Regions from separate parts of the Sus scrofa genome. Here regions 2 and 3 are each linked to region 1. The links are chromatin contacts, called in public HiChIP or PLAC-seq maps. All regions are on one chromosome and are shown on one strand. The core of a region is the stretch at or near the end of the contact, and the rest is flanking DNA. Distances in the headings are between cores, read along the strand shown. Region 1 overlaps MID2 (probable E3 ubiquitin-protein ligase MID2). Region 2 has its middle 64 kb from the start of TSC22D3. Region 3 overlaps TSC22D3 (TSC22 domain family protein 3).

Region 1 (3,716 bases), core at 895-3,394:
ATTGTACTGTTCTCATTATGGTGGTAGTTACACGAATCTATACATGTGATGACATTTATGGAACTACACACATTCCCCCCCGCCCCTCCAAAAGGCTGAGTACATGTTAAAAACTGATGAAATCTGCATGTGGTCTGTAGCTTGCTTAGTAGAATATTGTACCAATGATAACTTCCTAATTGCGAGAGTTATGTGGTTATGTAAGATGTTAACACTGGGGAAGAATATATGGATGGTGTGTTGGAACTCTATTATTTTAGAACCTTCTATATGAGCTTAAACTTATTTCAAGAATTAAAAGAAAAAGAAAAACTTTAGAAGTCCCATAATGGTTTAGACAGATCGGGTGAACCAACATTTATAAATTTTTCTGAAGTTATAACTAGATATTTTTAGGCCTTTGCTCAAATGGCGTCTCATCTCATACCCACTTGGCATCCTAGTTGATTTTTATCCATAACATGTATAACTCCTAATAAAAATATATTTATTGTGTGTCTCCCCCAGCTAGCACATAAGCTTCGTAATCTTAAGGACTTTGTTTTATTCACTACTGTATTCCCAACACCTAGAATAATGCCTGGCACACTGTGGGTAGTCAACAAATATTTGTGGAATTAATGAACGAATGTGAGTATGTTGGCCCTGAAATAAAGAGAGAATGAAAAATTGTATACTAGGTCACATGTCTTCATTACAAGAGGCAAATTTCCCTTACATTTTCTTTTTATACAATTACTCAAAATGGTAATTTGGCTCTGCCATTTACATATGGTTTGCCACATTATGGAAGATTTTCAAAGATGCTGAAACAACCACCTAGGTGCTAGGAGATCACATATTCTGAAATGGTTCCTCACCCAATGTTAAAAGAAGGAAAGAGTTACCTCTCTTGTGAAACTGGCTGTGCTTTACTCATCCCTGGGGTGCATAAAGGATTGTACTGACAACAGCTAGCCACCAGAGGGCAGTGTTTATTTAATTATCCTTTCTCAGCACCTATTGTGTCCCAAGCCATGTGCTGGGTATAAAAAAAGTGGATAGGCCACAGTACCCACTAAGTTTAAGGTCTGGTGGGGAGACAAATAGGTATATAGAAGTGCTATGATGAATGTACATATACGGGAGTTCCCGTCATGGCTCAGCAGTAACGAACCCCACTGGTATCCATGAGGACGCGGGTTTGATCCCTGGCCTCGCTCAGTAGGTAAAGGATCTGGCATTGCCGTGAGCTGTGGTGTAGGTTGCAGAAGCGGCTGGGATCTGGCGTTGCGGTGGCTCTGGCGTAGGCTTGCAGCTGTAGCTCTGATTCGACCCCTAGCCTGGGAACCTCCATATGCCATGGGTGTGGCCCTAAAAAGACCAAAGAATATAGATAGATAGATAGATAGATAGATAGGGTTCTCCAGGTACACAGGGGAAGAACTCCTGAACCAGATTAGGGAGAAGGAGAGGGATACAGAGCATGTGTGATGGCTTCCTGGAGGAGGAGATGCCCAAGCTGAGCCTTAGGAGATAAGCATTCGCCAGCCAGGAGCAAAGGGGAGGGGTGCAAGTTCTCTGAGGACAGGTGCCATGTTCACACTGTGCTTCCAATGCTTGGCCCAAGGCAGAGATATGCTTTAATACTTGCAGAGTGAATGAACCAGGTATAAAGTGCAGGTAGTGAAAAGCGTATGCTCAAGGCAGACAGGGTCCAGATCATAATGGGTCTTAGAAACCTTTATCTTAATGGTGATGGGGAACCACTGAAGGGTTTGTGGTAGGGGCGTGGCATGTGGGCTTTGCATTTTAAAAAGCTCATTCCCACAACAATGTGGAAAATGGATTAAAGGGGGACAGCATGAGTCAGAGAGACCAGTTAGGAACTGTGGTTTCCACAATGAATGTGGCACAGTCATGGCCACTGCCTTTAAGAAACTTGCTGTCCAATGAAGGAAACGAGATGGAATCAGGTAACTGCAACAGAGCAAAGCAGGCAGTGGGTGCAACAGAGGCGAGGCACTGGCCATTCTGCCCGTGGTCAAGCAGTCAGTGCGTGGCAGAGACAGTTCCAAAACCCAGGTTTCCTGATTCTGAGTCTAGGGCTCTTCCCCAAGCCCTCCTTTTCACTGGCTTTCACAATCACAGACTTATGTAATGGAAGGAGAGCAGGGCAAGCCAGTGAATGATTAGGCATTCTTTAGCCTCAGACTAGACTGTAGGGAGCATTTAGCCCTTCTTTGTACTCAAGTCTGACGTAAGCATCCCTGCCCAAGACCTCTGTTTCTGGGAGACGGCTGTGGTATCCTGATTCTTTTTTTTTTTTTTTTTTTTTTTTGGTCTTTTTAGGGCTGCACCCATGGCATATGGAGGTTCCCAGGCTAGGGGTCAAATCTGAGTTGTAGCCACTGGCCTAGACCACAGCCACAACAACGCCTGATCAGAACTGCATCTGCCACCTACACCACAGCTCACGGCAATGCCAGATCCTTAACCCACGGAGTGAGGCCAGGGATCGAACCTGCGTCCTCAAGGATGCTAGTCAGAATTGTTTCCACTGAGCCATGACGGGAACTCCTGTATCCTGATTCTTTCTGCATACATCCAGTGCAAGAAATCTACTGTGAGAGCCAAGGAAATTCACACAGTGACAGCTAAGGTCAGGGAAGGCATCATTCTGAGAAAGAAGTCATTTTTATGAGACAGGGCACTTCAGATGACAAAAGGGAAAAAAAAAATCAGGGGTTATCTTTAGGGAACCAAAGACCAAACTGAAAATGGAAAATCCTTACAAAGAATGGGCTTTGAAGTCAGACAGCCCCAGGTTAGGCTCCTAGCTCTGCTGCTTATCAACAACCTGTCTGGTCTGGGGCAAGCAGCCTAAGGTTCCTCCTCTGTAAATGAGCATCCTATTAGTATCTAGCCTCGTAGGGTTTTATACATGTTTATTAAATAACAGAAATAAAGCGCCCAATACATTTTCTGATATATAATCGGTAGCCGAAAAGTTGCTTTTTTGTTTTGTTTTGACTACCACTGCTCTGACGACGATGGTGACTACTGCTAAAACCACTGTATCTTCTGGGGTTTTCTGCAGAACAAACAGGCGGGCACTGTTTGATCATCTGGTTTGTTTTTATTCAGTTTCTGCTTCTGTTTTGCTTTCTGGAACACACTGGGTCACGATTTGCTTTTCTCTGAGATTACCGTGTCCCTTTATTTATTCTTTTTTTTTTTTTTTTTTTTGCTTTTCAGGGCCGCACCTTTGGCCTATGGAAGTTCCCAGGCTAGGGGCTGAATCGGAGCTGTAGCTGCCAGCCTACAGCAATGCCAGATCTGAGCAGCCTCTGTGACCTACACCACAGCTCAGGGCAATGCCAGATCCTTAACCCACTGATCGAGGCCCGGGATCGAACCCTCCCCTTTCTTTATTCTTCTTCCCACACCTAAGCATCTACATCACATTCCCAATGGTAGCGCCCTTCACACTGCTGGACAGGGGTCACCCTGCCTCTGAATATAAGATAGCTTCTCCTCCTCCTACCAGGAGCCAGGCCATCACCTCTCCATTCAGAGCAGAAGTCTGATGCCAGAAGGGAGATCAGGTGCTGACTTCTGCCAAAACACCGATTACATTTCACTTCTTGGCTGGGAAGGAATTTGGCTGGCTCGAGCTTGCTCTCCTCTGTTTTTCAGCTCTGGGCTCCCCCATAATTAACACAATCCCCCAGGCT
Region 2 (3,716 bases), core at 809-3,308, 180 kb after region 1:
TATGGTCGGGGGATGCTGTTTTTCTGACTCACTGTTGCTTCACTGGCACCCCTACAGCCACGATCTCGTGGAACCATCACCATACCCCATGTACAGGTGAGGAGGCTGAGACTCAGCCAGTTTAAGTGACTTGCCCAAAGTCACTCAGCTATTATGGCGAACTGGGACCCAATCCTCTCTCGCTCCAGCTTTCATAGTACAGCTTTGGAGTGAGTGGCGAGGTGGCAACGGACACAACTTCAGCTCAAGGAAGTGATTGGGGGGGGTGGATATCCCAAGAAAGCCCTAAAGAAAAGGGCAGGGTGGGAGAGGGGAGGGAATGGGTTGGACTGGGAACTTGGAGTTTGTAGATGCAAACTATTGCATTAAGAGTGTATGGGCACTGAAGTCCTACAGCACAGGGAACTATATCTGGTCTTGAGATGGACCATGATGGAGGATAATATAGGAAAAGGAACACACACACACACACACACACACACTGCTGAGTCACTTTGCCGAACAGCAGAAATTGGCACAACATTATAAATCAACCATACTTTAATTCAAAAGCAAAGAAAAAAAAAAGTAAGAGTTCCCGTCATGGCTCAGCAGAAACGAATCTGAGAATCTGACTAGCATCCAAGAGGATGCAGGTTTGATCCCTGGCTTCGCTCAGTAGGCTAAGGATCCGACGTTGCTGTGAGCTGTGGGGTAGGTTGCAGACCAGGTTCAGATCTGGCGTGGCCGTGGCTGTGGCGTAGGCCGGCAGCTGTAGCTCCGATTCAACCCCTGACCTGGGAACCTCCATATGCTGCAGGTGCAGCCCTAAAAAAAGACAAAAAAAAAAAAAGAAGAAGAAGAAAAGAAAAAGTGGGATACATGTGAGGGAGCAAGAAGAGAGGAACCAGATAAACACAAGTGGGCCCCTTCCCTCCTCAGAAAACATCATCCCACCACTTGGTGCATTGTCCTTAATACCCATCCGCAGGGGAGCCCTGATGTCAGAAAAGGCGCTAAGAGGGCCTTAGTGAGAAAAGGATGCAGAATGTATGCAGCGGCCCGAACCCCATCCCTCTCCCCCGAGGAAAGAGGCTCTCAAGCCCCACTGCTCCACTTGTCGCTGCTGAAAGTATGCTTACAAGACCCACCGGCCTCATGAGCAGGGCCAAGTCTAAGGACCCGGACGCCCCATTCCCTACTCTTCCTGTCTTTGGGGGTCATCCTCACCCATCATCCTCACCCTTTCGCCGGCCCCCTGTCTCTGGCATTTGGAGTGCTGCCATTTCTCTGATACTCTGTCAATGGGCATTCGTTGTCTCCTCCACCGTGCCCTCACCTGGAGCCACCGTGGCCCCTGAGCTGTGTTCTCAGCCCCCTGGTTTCCCTTTGTCACTTGAAATTTAAAAGAACTCCTTGATGTTGCTGAGTCATAAACCTCAAGGACCCAGAGGTCTCAGCCCCCTTCCTTGCACCCATCAATTTCTAAATATATTTAAAAGGTCAGCCTTCCTTCGCTGTAAGTGTCAGTTACGTTGGGTTGGCCCGTTCGTTTCCAGTCACTAAAACTCTGCTTTGGAACGTGACAAACTCCTGCTTGCTGGCCTCTCCAATCCCAATTTCCCACCCTTGCTCCTCACCTCTCTACTCATGATGCCAAGTTCATTGTCTATACCTGCCCACTCGATCGATCTCGTGGCTGTACAGATTCCACAGCTGCTGAAATGGATATCTAGACTTTGGATCAGGCAGCTACTTGCCCAGCTTCCCCCACCTCTGGCCCCAACCCAACAGGGATCTCCCCAGTTCCCACTCACTCCCATCCCCTCCCTGCCTCAAGAAGAGCTGAGGGACTTTTCGGCTCATCTACAGACTTCCCACGCCCTGATTTCCAGCCAAACAAGAACCAACAGAGGAAAAAAAAGGAAACCCAGAAGCTGGCCCAGCAAGCACACAGCCCTCTCTGGTCATCCAGCCCTTCCCTACGAGAAAGGGGAAAAAACATACCCACAGTCACACAGTGGGAAAGAGAGAACCACTCGGTTGCCTAGGCAACCGTGACTAAACAGAGACAAACACTGCAACTTCTGAGGCCACAGCGGTTGCTAGACTAGATAAGAGGAACTTTGTGGCTGTTTGTTAGTCACATAGAGGAGCAGCTCTTGTTATTGTTGTTCCACAGAAAACCAAGAAAGGGTGGGGCAAGGCAAAAGAATGCACTGCTCCTGGAAAGACCTTCGCAGGCTTTGGGCTTCTGGGCGCAGCCAATGCTCCCCTGCCTGGACATGCCCCCTCTCCCAGGACCCTCCTATCTGTCATCTCATCCAACCCTTTGCAGCCAGCCCTCCCCGAAATCCATGTTTCCTGCCCTTAGGAAAAGAGGCACTTACAGAGTTCCCTTGTGGCACAGTGGGTTAAGGACCTGGCATTGTTACTGCAGTGGCTCTGATCACTGCTGTGGCGGGGGGGGGCGGTTTCGATCCCCGGCCCAGGAACTTCCTCATGCCATGGACAAAACCAAAAAAAAAGAAGGAAAAAGTCGCTTACACGATTTAACTCCATGTCATGGCCAAGAAAATTGAGAGCCAGGGAGCTTGGTACCACGCCCACGGCTGCCACTGATCCCGTGGGGTACTGGATCCCAGTCTTTGTGCAAGAACATCCCTTTTATTTTTTTTTTATTTTTTATTTTTATGATTTGTCTTTTTAGGGCTGCACCCGGGGCATATGGAAGTTCCCAGGCTAGGGGTTGAATTGGGTCGAACCTGCATCCTCCTGAATACTAGTTGGATTCGTTACTGTTGCACCACAACAGGAACTCCCCAAGCGCCACTTTCAAATGCCAAAACTATTCTCAGATCTCCCCCAACCCCAGAGTAGTTGAACTTTTAGTACAGATATACCTCGCTTTATTGCGCTTCATGGATACTCCGTGCTTTTTGTTTTCAAATTAAAGTTTTCTGGCTACCTCTGCATCGAACAAACCTATCAGTGTCATTTTCCCAACAGCATTTGCTCACTTCGTGTCTCCGTGTCACATGGTGGTTTTTCTTTCAATATTTTAAATTTCTTCATTTGTTATATTTGTTACGGTGACCTGTGATCAGTCATCTTTGATGTTATAACTTGATGAAGGCTAGAATTTTTTCACAATCGAGTATTTTCTTCTTCTTCTTCTTTTTTTTTTTTTTTTTTGTCTTTTTGCCATTTCTTGGGCTGCTCCTGCAGCATATGGAGGTTCCCAGGCTAGGGGTCCAGAGCTGTAGCCGTCGGCCTATGCCAGAGCCACAGCAACACGGGATCCAAGCCGCGTCTGCGACCCACACCACAGCTCATGGCAACGCCGGATCCTTAACCCACTGAGCAAAGCCAGGGATAGAACCCACAACCTCATGGTTCCTAGTCGGATTCGTTAACCACTGAGCCACGATGGGAACTCCGAGTATTTTCTTTTTCTTTTTCGGGTCTTTTTTAAGGGTCATACTCTCGGCACATGGAGGTTCCCAGACTAGGAGTCAAATCAGAGTTAAAGCTGCCATCCTACACCACAGTCACAGCAACTAGGGATCCAAGCCCTGTCTGCAACCTACACCACAGCTCATGGCAATGCCAGATCCTTAACCCACTGAGCGAGGCCAGGGATCAAACCTGCGTCCTCGTGGATGCTAGGGAGATTCGTTTCTGCTGAGCCACGACGGAATTCCAAGTATTTTCTAAATAAGGTCTGTACATTGTTT
Region 3 (3,716 bases), core at 441-2,940, 160 kb after region 1:
CAAGTTCAGTCATTACCCCTGCCCCAGAGTCCTTCCTCTTCAAAGCTTTGATGAGGATGGGCTGAGGTCAGGGCTGCGAGGGCAGGGTCATTCGGCGCACAGATGGCCCTGGGCCCTGAGCGGCCAAGAAGGAGAGAGTGTGGCAAGAGGCCCTTGGATGGTGGAGGAAGGCCTGAGGGCGACAGGCCTGGGGGCGAGCGGGAGATGTTCTTGAAGCAGGGTGGAGGTGCACAGGAGACCAAATTGGGCCAACACCCAAGCCCTGGAGGAGAAACAGAGGAACGGGGCAGGCCAGAGACACACTGACATTCTGTAAAGAGGGCTCTGCCAGGTACCCAAGTTACCTTCAAGCACAGCAGCGGGGAGCCAAGATACCTGCTCTTTGTCCCAGGCCTTGCCATTTAGAAAATACACTCTCTCTCTGTCATTCTGTCTCTGTCTATGTCTCTGTCTCTGTCTGTCTGTCTGTCTGTCTCTCTCTCTCTCCCTCTCTCTCTCTCTCTCTCTCACACACACACACACACACACACACACAAGGTCTCCTTTAATTTTCATAGCATCCCTGTCAAGGTAGGTAGGGCAGGGGTAATTGCTTCCATTTGACAGATGAAGAAACCGAGACTCGGCGAGATTAAGTGACTTGCCCGAGGTTACACAGACAGTTTTCATGGCAGAGAAGGGACCCGCACTTTGGTCTCCCGACTCCTGGGGCAGCGAAAAACAGAACTGGCCTAATGAGCATCCAAAGTATGGAGGTAATCACCTCCACAGCGGTATCTCAGGAATTCTGGGCCAAAAAACCCAGGCCCGTAAATCTCTCTCTCTGCTAATATATGAAATTTCATTCTTTTTTTTTTTTTTTTGGTCTTTTTGTCCTTTTAGGGCCACACCAGCAGCATATGGAGGTTCCCAGGCTAGGGGTCCAATCGGAGCTGTAGCCACCAGCCTACGCCAGAGCCACAGCAACGCGGGATCCGAGCCGCGTCTGCAACCTACACCACAGCTCACGGCAACACCAGATCCTTAACCCACTGAGTGAGGCCAGGGATCAAACCCGGAACCTCATGGTTCCTAGTTGGATTCGTTTCCGCTGCGCCACAGTGGGAACTCCTTAAATTTCATTCTTAAAGATGCATTCTCCTGGTTTGAAACTGTGGCCCCCGTTAAAATGCTAAAGGGGGAGTTCCCATTGTGGCTCAGGGGTTAGGGACCCCGACTAGCATCCATGAGGATATGGGTTCAATCACTGGCCTCGCTCAGTGGGTCAAAGATCGGCATTGCCATGAGCCGGGGTGTAGGTCGCAGACGCAGCTCGGATCTGGCACGGCTGCAGCTCCAATTCGATCCCTAGCCTGGGAACCTCCATAGGATGCAGCCCTAAAAGACAAAAAAAAAAAAAAAGTGAAAGGGTGCTGGAAGAAAGAGTAGGGGACATGGGGACTATCTCAGCGCCTGAGAATAATGCCTGGGAGTGTTCCTAAGGAAAAGCCGGGCCATGGAGTGGGGAGGGGGAGGAGAGGGCAGGGGGCATATTAGGAGGGGAGGCAGCACTGGCAAACCTACCCCTTTTGCGTAAGAAAGGGAGGAGTTGCGTCAGAGTGAGAATGCGGGCGATGCTGAGGAGGGGGGCAAGTCTGCCTGGCCTCCGAGAATTCTAATGGATGACTGCCCCGGAGTCCTTGAGGGAGGACTTCATGTCGCCGTGGGGGCGGGGGAGAGGTTAGGGGGGCAGCCAGCAGGGCTGAACAGGGAAGCAGGTTAGCCTAAGAAGCTGGAATTGTGGACGAGTGGGTGGGGGTGGGGGAGCTATTCAGGGAGCTGGCCTGGGGCCAGGGGCCAGTCCCAAGGGGGTGAGCAGAGGCTTGAGAACTCTGGGCCCCATTCCAGCTCCTGACCTTGAGTCACCATGCAACTCGGCACTTTTCCTACCTCAGTCCAGACACCCATCAAGTCTGTTATCTCAGCTTCCCGTTTTACAGAAAACTGTGTAAACGTTGCTCTCCTGACTCCTTCTGACCGACCCTGCCCTTCCTACATTCCTCGCCATCCCCCATCCAGCATCCTGCAAGCCTCCTGGGCCTCCTGGAAGCTCTTGCCTGCTGCCTTTGGTCCCAGAGGCTGTGCCTCCATGGTGCAGGTTGCCCCTGTACCCTCTGGTCCCAAGGGCAAGGGCGCCTGAAGCCCTCGCTCCGCCCTTGGCCTGGGCGTCTACACTCAGGGGCACAGCCGTAAAGAGCTATATCTGAAGACCTCAAGGCTGGGACTTTTAGAACTGGCAGCAACCTTGGAAGTCACTTTTACTATTCCTTCCTCCCTTCATGCAATTACTCCTTTTGCTGAGCACTTACTATGTGCCAGACACCGTTACAGGCCCTCGCTGTATGGTGTCATGGAGCTCTCGGTCTAAATAGGGATATCATTCATCAAATACATAGAAATTCGTAGCCTCCGTCCCGTCATTTTACATGTAGGGGCAACTGGGGCACAGGGTGGTTATGAGGCTTTTTCAAGGTTGTTCTGGTGGCCAGGGTCAAAACCAGGCCAGACCCGGTGTCCTGACTACTATCCCAGTATCCCAGTTTCCCAGTGCCCTTTCCACCATGCTCTGGAAAGAACACAGCACGAGTGTAAGGGCAGAGCATTTATTCCTCTGTGCAGAGCCAGACTTAACCTATAGTCAGAGCAGTGCATGGCCTACTTGGCAAGATTGGAAGATCTCTTATGAGCAATCTCCCCCCTCTCACCATTGCCCCCCCCCAGCTTGTTCCCTCCCCACCGTCATGCCCCTACCCATGCCTCGAATTATACCACTGAAAGCTAAAGCCTCGTGATCTATGCAGAGCCCGTTAAGACATTACCTGCCATGTATACCAACACATTTCCCCGATTTGTTTTTTAGGATGGGCCCATAAGGCCGGGTACTTATGATTTGCAGGAGAAAGAGACTAAGAGTCCCCTTTAAAAGGGGCATTGCTGGAGTTCCCGTTGCGGTTCAGTGGAAATGAATCTGACTGGCATCCAGGAGGACGCAGGTTCAATCCCGGGCCTTGCTCAGTGGGTTAAGGATCCGGCATTGCCGTGAGCTTTGGTGTAGGTCGCAGACACGGCTCAGATCTGGCATTGCTCTGTCTCTGGCATAGGCCAGTGGTTACAGCTCTGATTCAACCCCTAGCCTGGGAAACTTCCTATGCCACAGGTGCGGCCCTAAAAAAAAAAGTAGTAAAATAAAAATAAAAGGGGCATTGCTAGCAAGGGCAAGGTGCCTCTAAACAGTAGTGAGGGGACCCACGGAACCCTGGGCAGCAGGAGGGCACAGGCGCCCGCGGGGACAGGCAGGAGGAAGGTACCTGAAAAGGAAGCAGGAAGGTTCTGAAGACAGACTCCTACTTCACGGTTTAGGCTGGGGGCCAGCCCTGCACCGACACCAACACCATGATTGGTGACATTTTGTTTCAGATTGCGTGTTTACATTTCGTCTTTCCTTATACTGGATTATACTGAGTCTTTTGTCCCTTCCCCAGCCTGGTGTCTGCGTAGTTGGTATTTGTTTGCAATTAGGAGGGGCCTTCCCTGTGTCTGATCAAGCAGTTGCCTTTAAACAGTGCGCCAGGCCTGAAACGAAATGCAGATCCATTCCCCCCTGACATGCTAGGGGGCTCTCCTGGTCCAGGGAATTGCAATGGGAATCCTTTTGTCAGTGGAAGGAACCGGCTCCC

The links. HiChIP or PLAC-seq counts read pairs in DNA pulled down with a chosen protein or histone mark.
Region 2: a contact with region 1 is called in an H3K27ac HiChIP or PLAC-seq map of alveolar macrophages, with 2.8 times the contacts expected there. The contact joins two enhancer-like sites. A contact is called at or near these places in 5 of 47 Hi-C or Micro-C datasets (embryonic fibroblasts, epiblast stem cells, liver and 2 more) and 1 of 2 datasets of contacts at active chromatin or transcription factors (alveolar macrophages).
Region 3: an H3K27ac HiChIP or PLAC-seq map of alveolar macrophages shows a contact between it and region 1. The contact joins two enhancer-like sites. A contact is called at or near these places in 2 of 47 Hi-C or Micro-C datasets (retroperitoneal adipose tissue and subcutaneous adipose tissue) and 1 of 2 datasets of contacts at active chromatin or transcription factors (alveolar macrophages).

What each region holds. Positions count from the first base shown.
Region 1 is chrX:88,352,304-88,356,019 of Sscrofa11.1, reverse strand. The region is part of intron 3 of MID2 (probable E3 ubiquitin-protein ligase MID2); the gene reads right to left. Among named protein-coding and RNA genes, the nearest start is that of NLRP12L, 49 kb to the left of the region's middle. Within about 2 kb of position 2,144, at least 1 of the 83 cell types and tissues checked has an H3K27ac peak or open chromatin away from gene starts, as enhancers often do. A contact at or near this core is called in alveolar macrophages, where this site is marked.
Region 2 is chrX:88,167,558-88,171,273 of Sscrofa11.1, reverse strand. No RefSeq gene overlaps it. Among named protein-coding and RNA genes, the nearest start is that of TSC22D3, 64 kb to the left of the region's middle. Within about 2 kb of position 2,058, at least 32 of the 83 cell types and tissues checked have an H3K27ac peak or open chromatin away from gene starts, as enhancers often do. A contact at or near this core is called in alveolar macrophages, where this site is marked.
Region 3 is chrX:88,188,770-88,192,485 of Sscrofa11.1, reverse strand. The region is part of intron 2 of TSC22D3 (TSC22 domain family protein 3); the gene reads left to right. Among named protein-coding and RNA genes, the nearest start is that of TSC22D3, 43 kb to the left of the region's middle. Within about 2 kb of position 1,690, at least 21 of the 83 cell types and tissues checked have an H3K27ac peak or open chromatin away from gene starts, as enhancers often do. A contact at or near this core is called in alveolar macrophages, where this site is marked.